Regions from separate parts of the Zea mays genome. Here region 2 is linked to region 1. The links are chromatin contacts, called in public Hi-C maps. All regions are on one chromosome and are shown on one strand. Each heading gives the region's core, a stretch centred on a gene start, on an enhancer-like site or on the middle of the called end of the contact. The rest is flanking DNA. Distances are from core to core; before and after follow the strand shown. Region 1 holds the start of LOC109940599 (serine/arginine repetitive matrix protein 1-like). Region 2 holds the start of LOC100273431 (Transmembrane emp24 domain-containing protein 10).

Region 1 (2,774 bases), core at 179-2,678:
GTCGTTTGCCTCACAGGCCACGGGCGTGCTGGACTAGGCCACGGTGTCCACCGGCTTGGGCACTCCTGCGACTCTTGGGGTTGCCGGCCTGCCGCGGGTACCAGAGGGAGACGAATGATGGGTCCGTCCTGATCAACACGACGGCGCCGCCCCGGTGGTGGACCTGCTTGCGTGGGGGCAATAATGTCTCATAACTCATAAGTCATATGGCACAAAATATATGAGATTATACTAAAAAAGAATATTATACGGTGAACGGTAGTATAATCAACTAGAATTTTTGGCATCTTAGAGCAACTCCGGTAGTTCTTAAAAAATAGTGTTGGGAGTTGGTAACTGAGGTTTGAGCGTAAAAAATTATGATCTCCAACTGTTCCACATATATATAGATAGTAAATCAAATTTGAAATCAGTTTTGTGGGCCAGATCCTTGTATTCCTTTTCGTTTCCTTCCTCGTCTTCTCTGGCTATTGCATGGTGCCCCACCGCCAGGCCAAGTCTATCCACCAGCCATGCACACAGCTTGCAGCAAGTGCCTAGCAAGAACGTGATCTGCTGACCGCCACTGCCGAGCAAGGTCCGGCTGCCCAGCGACCGCCACTGCCGCCTCCGTTGATGAGCGTCGGTAACAGGGAGACGGATCAGAACTAGAACAGCGGCAAGAAACACGAACTAGTAGGAGCGGGGAGCCTAACCTGGTGGCGGAGCAGCCGTGGCGAGGAAGCTGTACCTAGCGACGGAGTAGCTGTACTTGGCAGAGGGGAAGTTGGACCTGGAGGCAGGGAAGTCGGACCTATGTGTGTTTGTGACGGCGGCGGGGAGAGGAGTAAAGGCGCGAGATAGCCCAATGGGGAAATCTTTGGCACGATTTTTTTTATTTAGGGAGTGGTGAAAGGACAGCTACATTTGAAGAGTACATAGGGTTGGATTATAAGTTGATAAACTTGGAGAGTTATTTTAGGAAATTACTGGAGAGATGTTTTCATACCAGTTCTCCAAAATTTTGATTTAGGGAGTTCTTTTAGGCATGCAACCAAGCATGTCGTACTCATTCATTTAGTCCTTGTATTTGGCAGTTTAGTCTCTAAAAGGGACTAAGACCCTGTTTAGTTTCTTTAGTCACCCTTCTAAAATTTTGGGACAACTTTAATCCCCAGAATACCTTGTTTGGTTTTAGAGACTAAAACTGACTAAGGGCCCGTTTGGCACAGCTCCAGCTCCTAATTCTAAGCGAGGATCTGGAGGAGCCGTGCCAAACGGGTATTTTTTAAAACTGATTCTCGTGTGGAGCTGAAAGATCGGGAGTCGTTTTTGTGAAGAAAGGTGGGATCTAAAAAAAACCTGCTCCACCCTCCCTTAAAACAGCTCCTCAACCAACCAAATATGGACCTCCCCTTAAAGTTTGATCGAAATTACCTGCAATTGGCATTGGACAAAAACATAACGAGCCAATTTATGGATTAAACATTTGAGACCATTTTATGCACTACTATGATGGAAATATTTTATATGTTATTGTTTCATAATTTTTTTCCATATATGCATCCTACTTATTAGTTTATAACAAAGTTGAACTGCAAAGGGTAAAACAGACAATCGCCACAGACCACCAACTTTCAGAAGACAAGAATCAGTTTACTTGTCAAACGGTTTTAAAAATGATTCTGATTCTCTAGGAGAATCAGGAGGATCAGCTCCTCACAAGGATCAGGATCTGGAGCTAAAGAAGCAGGAGCTGGAGCTTTGCCAAACGGGCCCTAAAGAGCATTAATTATTGTGTATAAAAGACAAGATTACCCTTAATTTAGTGTAGGTGGCTGCGACTAACTAACGAGATACAAGAAGGGAAATCCAGTGAAAGTGCAAGTTTAGTCACCTTTAGTCGTCCCTTGGTGACAAAGTTTAGAAGAGCTCTGTTAGTCACCATGTTTGATAGTTTAGGGACTAAAACTGACTTGATTTTAGTCATTAAACTTTAGGAAGTGGGAACCAAGTATGGCCTAAATGACGGAATCCATATGCGCAGAAAATAGTAGGCACAATTAAAGGCAGCACAGAGATTAGCAATTCAGGCAAGGAACTCCAACATTTGTCAGGAATGCATATTTTCCTTCTCAAATGTAAGTGAAATAGATGCCCAATTAAAGAGACATTAGTGCATTACATGTAAATATAGAATGGAATCGCCTAGATACCATTGATGCAAGCAACCATTACTATTTTATCATTCTTCTTATTATCTAAGAACCATATATAAAGCTAATCTTTCTAGTTTCAAACTTACAACGATCAAACATGACCATGTATTGTGTTAACAAAACAAAAGGAACACCAAGTGCAGAACAAATTATCGATCAAATGTAGCACTACGATGAATATAACCAACATCTTCACAAAATAAACTTCATACACAAAATCATTCAGTTCAATACATGTGCTCGACTTAAGTTTTGCAACAAGACTGACATTGGCTAGACCTTCTTGGGAAGGACCTCTTCTTCGGATTGGTCAGTCGGGAGCCTCATCATTGGCAAGTCGATGTTGTCCTAATGAGAGAGCATGACCACGAACGCCCGACGGACACTGAAGTACAATGTGACCCTAATGACTTGGCATGCATGACTCTGAAACTCGGTAAGTTAACTAATCAGCGAACTAGCTTGTCCCTTCGCTGACGACCCAGAGGTCATCACACGCTAATCGGACGGTGGTGCAAAGGCACTCATGCTCGTCGTACTCCTTTTTCCATGCTTTCCTGCACCTAGCTGAGCTCT
Region 2 (2,774 bases), core at 206-2,705, 170 kb after region 1:
TTCTACAATTTATTTAGAAGATGTGTGCATTTTTTATTACTGACCTTGTAAACCTTCCCAAAGCCACCTTGCCCGAGCATGTTCTCAGAAGAAAAATTGTCTGTTGCAGTTGCATTGTTTCCAAAGATGACAAATGGAAGCTCTACATTTTTCATCACCGAGTTCGTTTGACGCACTCAAGTATCCTAGGATCGCTTTGCTCAAATTATCCTTGTTCTGACGTTTGGCTGACAGGAAGAGCCACTCCAATTGTTATTGATAAACCTTATGCTAGCAATACAAAAAAACTGAGCTGGATAGTTCTTTATGGTGAATATATTGGCTCCCTCCAATTGTACCTCTAAGCTTGCATATCCAAACAAGGTACATGCCGGTGGCCATGAGTGCAAGCACAGAAGCCATCACCGGGACCGAGATCTTTGCCACACGCCCCATATTCTTCCTTGTAGCTACATAAATGTATTTATTAGTAGCAGCTGATAAGATGTTGAGTTTTGCATCAGAATCTTGACTGCTTCAGTTTTTGCTACCTATTTCAGAGTTTGCCAGCCCAAGATAGAGATCCTGCCCATTTTCTTTGTACTTGACATCAACGATGTTATCTTTCCACATGATGCAGCCGCTGCTGTTACCCTCACCTGGATATCGAAGACAATCTTTGGGGCTGATCTCGAGGTGCTTCAGGTGGTCTGTCTTCTCGTCACCTGAAATGCGTGTCCTGGTGAGTGCAAGCGAAACCAATCCAACAGGAAGGAGGAAGGGTGATGCTAGCTGCCAGAGACCACCGCGTCCACGGGAGGCCCACGAATAGCCTCATCGCGCCATCCCCTTCCTCACCCTCCGCCACTCGCTCGTCGATGGCCTCGGAGACAAGCACCCGCACGGGGCCCGATAGCCTGCTAGCCTGGACAGGGATAGTCGACGCCGCCTAGCTGCTAGCCATGGCTAGCCCGCGACACGTCCCCAACGCAACGCCGCCTGCTGCATCAGTGCATCCCTAATTGGTTGCTGTCCTAGATGAGGTGTGTGAGGCTGGTCTGCACCGCACACTATGTCGCGTACACCTCCACGTCGAGCTGCTCGGCCGAGATCGATGCCAAAGATGCCTCCTCCGCCGTCCAGGCCAGAGGGGATTCCCAAAAAGGGGGACTTGTTGCGCGATCTCGGGGAGGGAGGGCAGGGCAGTTGGGTGGGAAAGGGTGAGAAAAGAAGGTCACACAATTGGTGCCTTGGCGCCTTAGCGGCGTGGGGTGATGTGGGCCCAGCGTGGTGGCTAGAAAGCAAGGTCGCGTAGTCAGCGGCATGGGGGCGAGGTTGGGTGCGTCGGCGTGGTTACGGGTGCAGGGCAGAACACGATGCACGGTCTATAATAGAGTGTTATAGGGTAATAGAGTGTTATAGGGTAGTAAAGATATATAGGCTGGACAGTCTAAGGTGCGAACCTTCGCGTTCCCAACCTACCCCTGCAAGCCATTGCCCTCGCCTATCGCCTCGTGCAAGTCCAAGCTCCCACGACTCCACCGCGACCGGGAGAGAGTCAGAGAGAGACGCCCGCCTCCAGATCGTCCGGCGGGGATGGCGGCGTCGGTCTTTCCAGCGCTGCTGCTGGCCGTAGCGGCGGTGCTTCTCCTACCGGTGGCAGAGGCCGTGTGGCTCGAGCTCCCGCCGTCGGGGACCAAGTGCGTCTCCGAGGAGATCCAGCCCAACGTCGTAGTGCTCGCCGACTACGCTATCATGTACGAGTCCCACCCCAGCTCGCATCCCACCGTCGCCGTCAAGGTACGCGGCCACAACTCGCTCTCGGATGCCCTTGGCGTGCGGTTTCGTCTCGTTCATTCTCGTGTTTGATCTCGATCTGGGCCGGTGAACCGGTGTGTTCTGTGATCTCGGTGTAGGCGAATTGGGACGCAGCTGAGGCGCTAGATTGCGCTATTTTTCGTGCGAATTAAGCCCTGCAATTTTGTTGTTGTCTGATTGAGCTTCTACGAGTCAAAACTAGCACTTAGGGGAGATTGATGGAGGGAGGAATTATACGTGTTCTAGTTCCTAGTACGGGGCTCTTTCGCTACAAATTAGTCTTAAGTAGCTCAGCGTGAATTTTGTACAAGGGGAAATCTGCAAGTTGACAATTCATCATGAATCTGGTCATAGTATCACCTTACTAATTCATGGTTTCGAGACATTAGGGAAATTGATTTATGAGTCAAAACTGCACTTGGCCATTGCTTCAGATGGGGATAATCTTCAATTTGGGTACTGCTATGCTGGATGGCGCTCTCTCAAGTAACTAGCATGTGCTATGCTTGGTTTTCATTCTCTCTTGGGAATCGAATTCTTATATTACCATTCTTAGTTATTAGCCCTAATGTAATGGGGTTGAACATAACACTAAGTTGCAGCAGATGTTGGATTGTGCTTGCTATTGTGATTGTTTATATACCTAAGTGTTATGCACATTAATATATTTTTATATCCAAAATACACATTAATAGATTGTTTTAGTAGTTAGTACCTTGTAATCATTTGTGTGCATGAGCAGACGAGTTAATGCATATAGTGTCACTAGAGTCTAGTCTAGACTAAAATTTTTGACTGGAGTTCCACCCTGAACCCTGCTCAATTGCTGACTCTTTTAGAGAACTTCAGATCCAGATTGAATTTTACAAACTTCCGAAGACAAGATTTGATGATCAAAGTGACAAGGTGCACTATGGGCAACAGCACTTCTGTACCATATCTGCCAACTTAAGAACATATTTACCACAAGTCTGATG

The links. A called contact is a pair of places that touch in the nucleus more often than the background predicts.
Region 2: a Hi-C map of tassel shows a contact between it and region 1, with 2.0 times the contacts expected there. The contact joins the promoter of LOC100273431 here to the promoter of LOC109940599 in region 1. A contact is called at or near these places in 2 of 25 Hi-C or Micro-C datasets (ear and tassel).

What each region holds. Positions count from the first base shown.
Region 1 is chr6:121,300,510-121,303,283 of Zm-B73-REFERENCE-NAM-5.0, forward strand. It overlaps LOC109940599 (serine/arginine repetitive matrix protein 1-like), which reads right to left and starts at 1,429. Exons shown (of 3, transcript XM_035960298.1): 1 at 1,417-1,429; 2 at 696-857; 3 at 1-163. The coding sequence starts at 1,429.
Region 2 is chr6:121,472,087-121,474,860 of Zm-B73-REFERENCE-NAM-5.0, forward strand. LOC100273431 (Transmembrane emp24 domain-containing protein 10) reads left to right here and starts at 1,456. Exons shown (of 4, transcript NM_001147868.1): 1 at 1,456-1,779. The coding sequence starts at 1,576. LOC111589576 (a long non-coding RNA gene) reads right to left here and starts at 1,174. Exons shown (of 3, transcript XR_002748659.2): 1 at 1-1,174.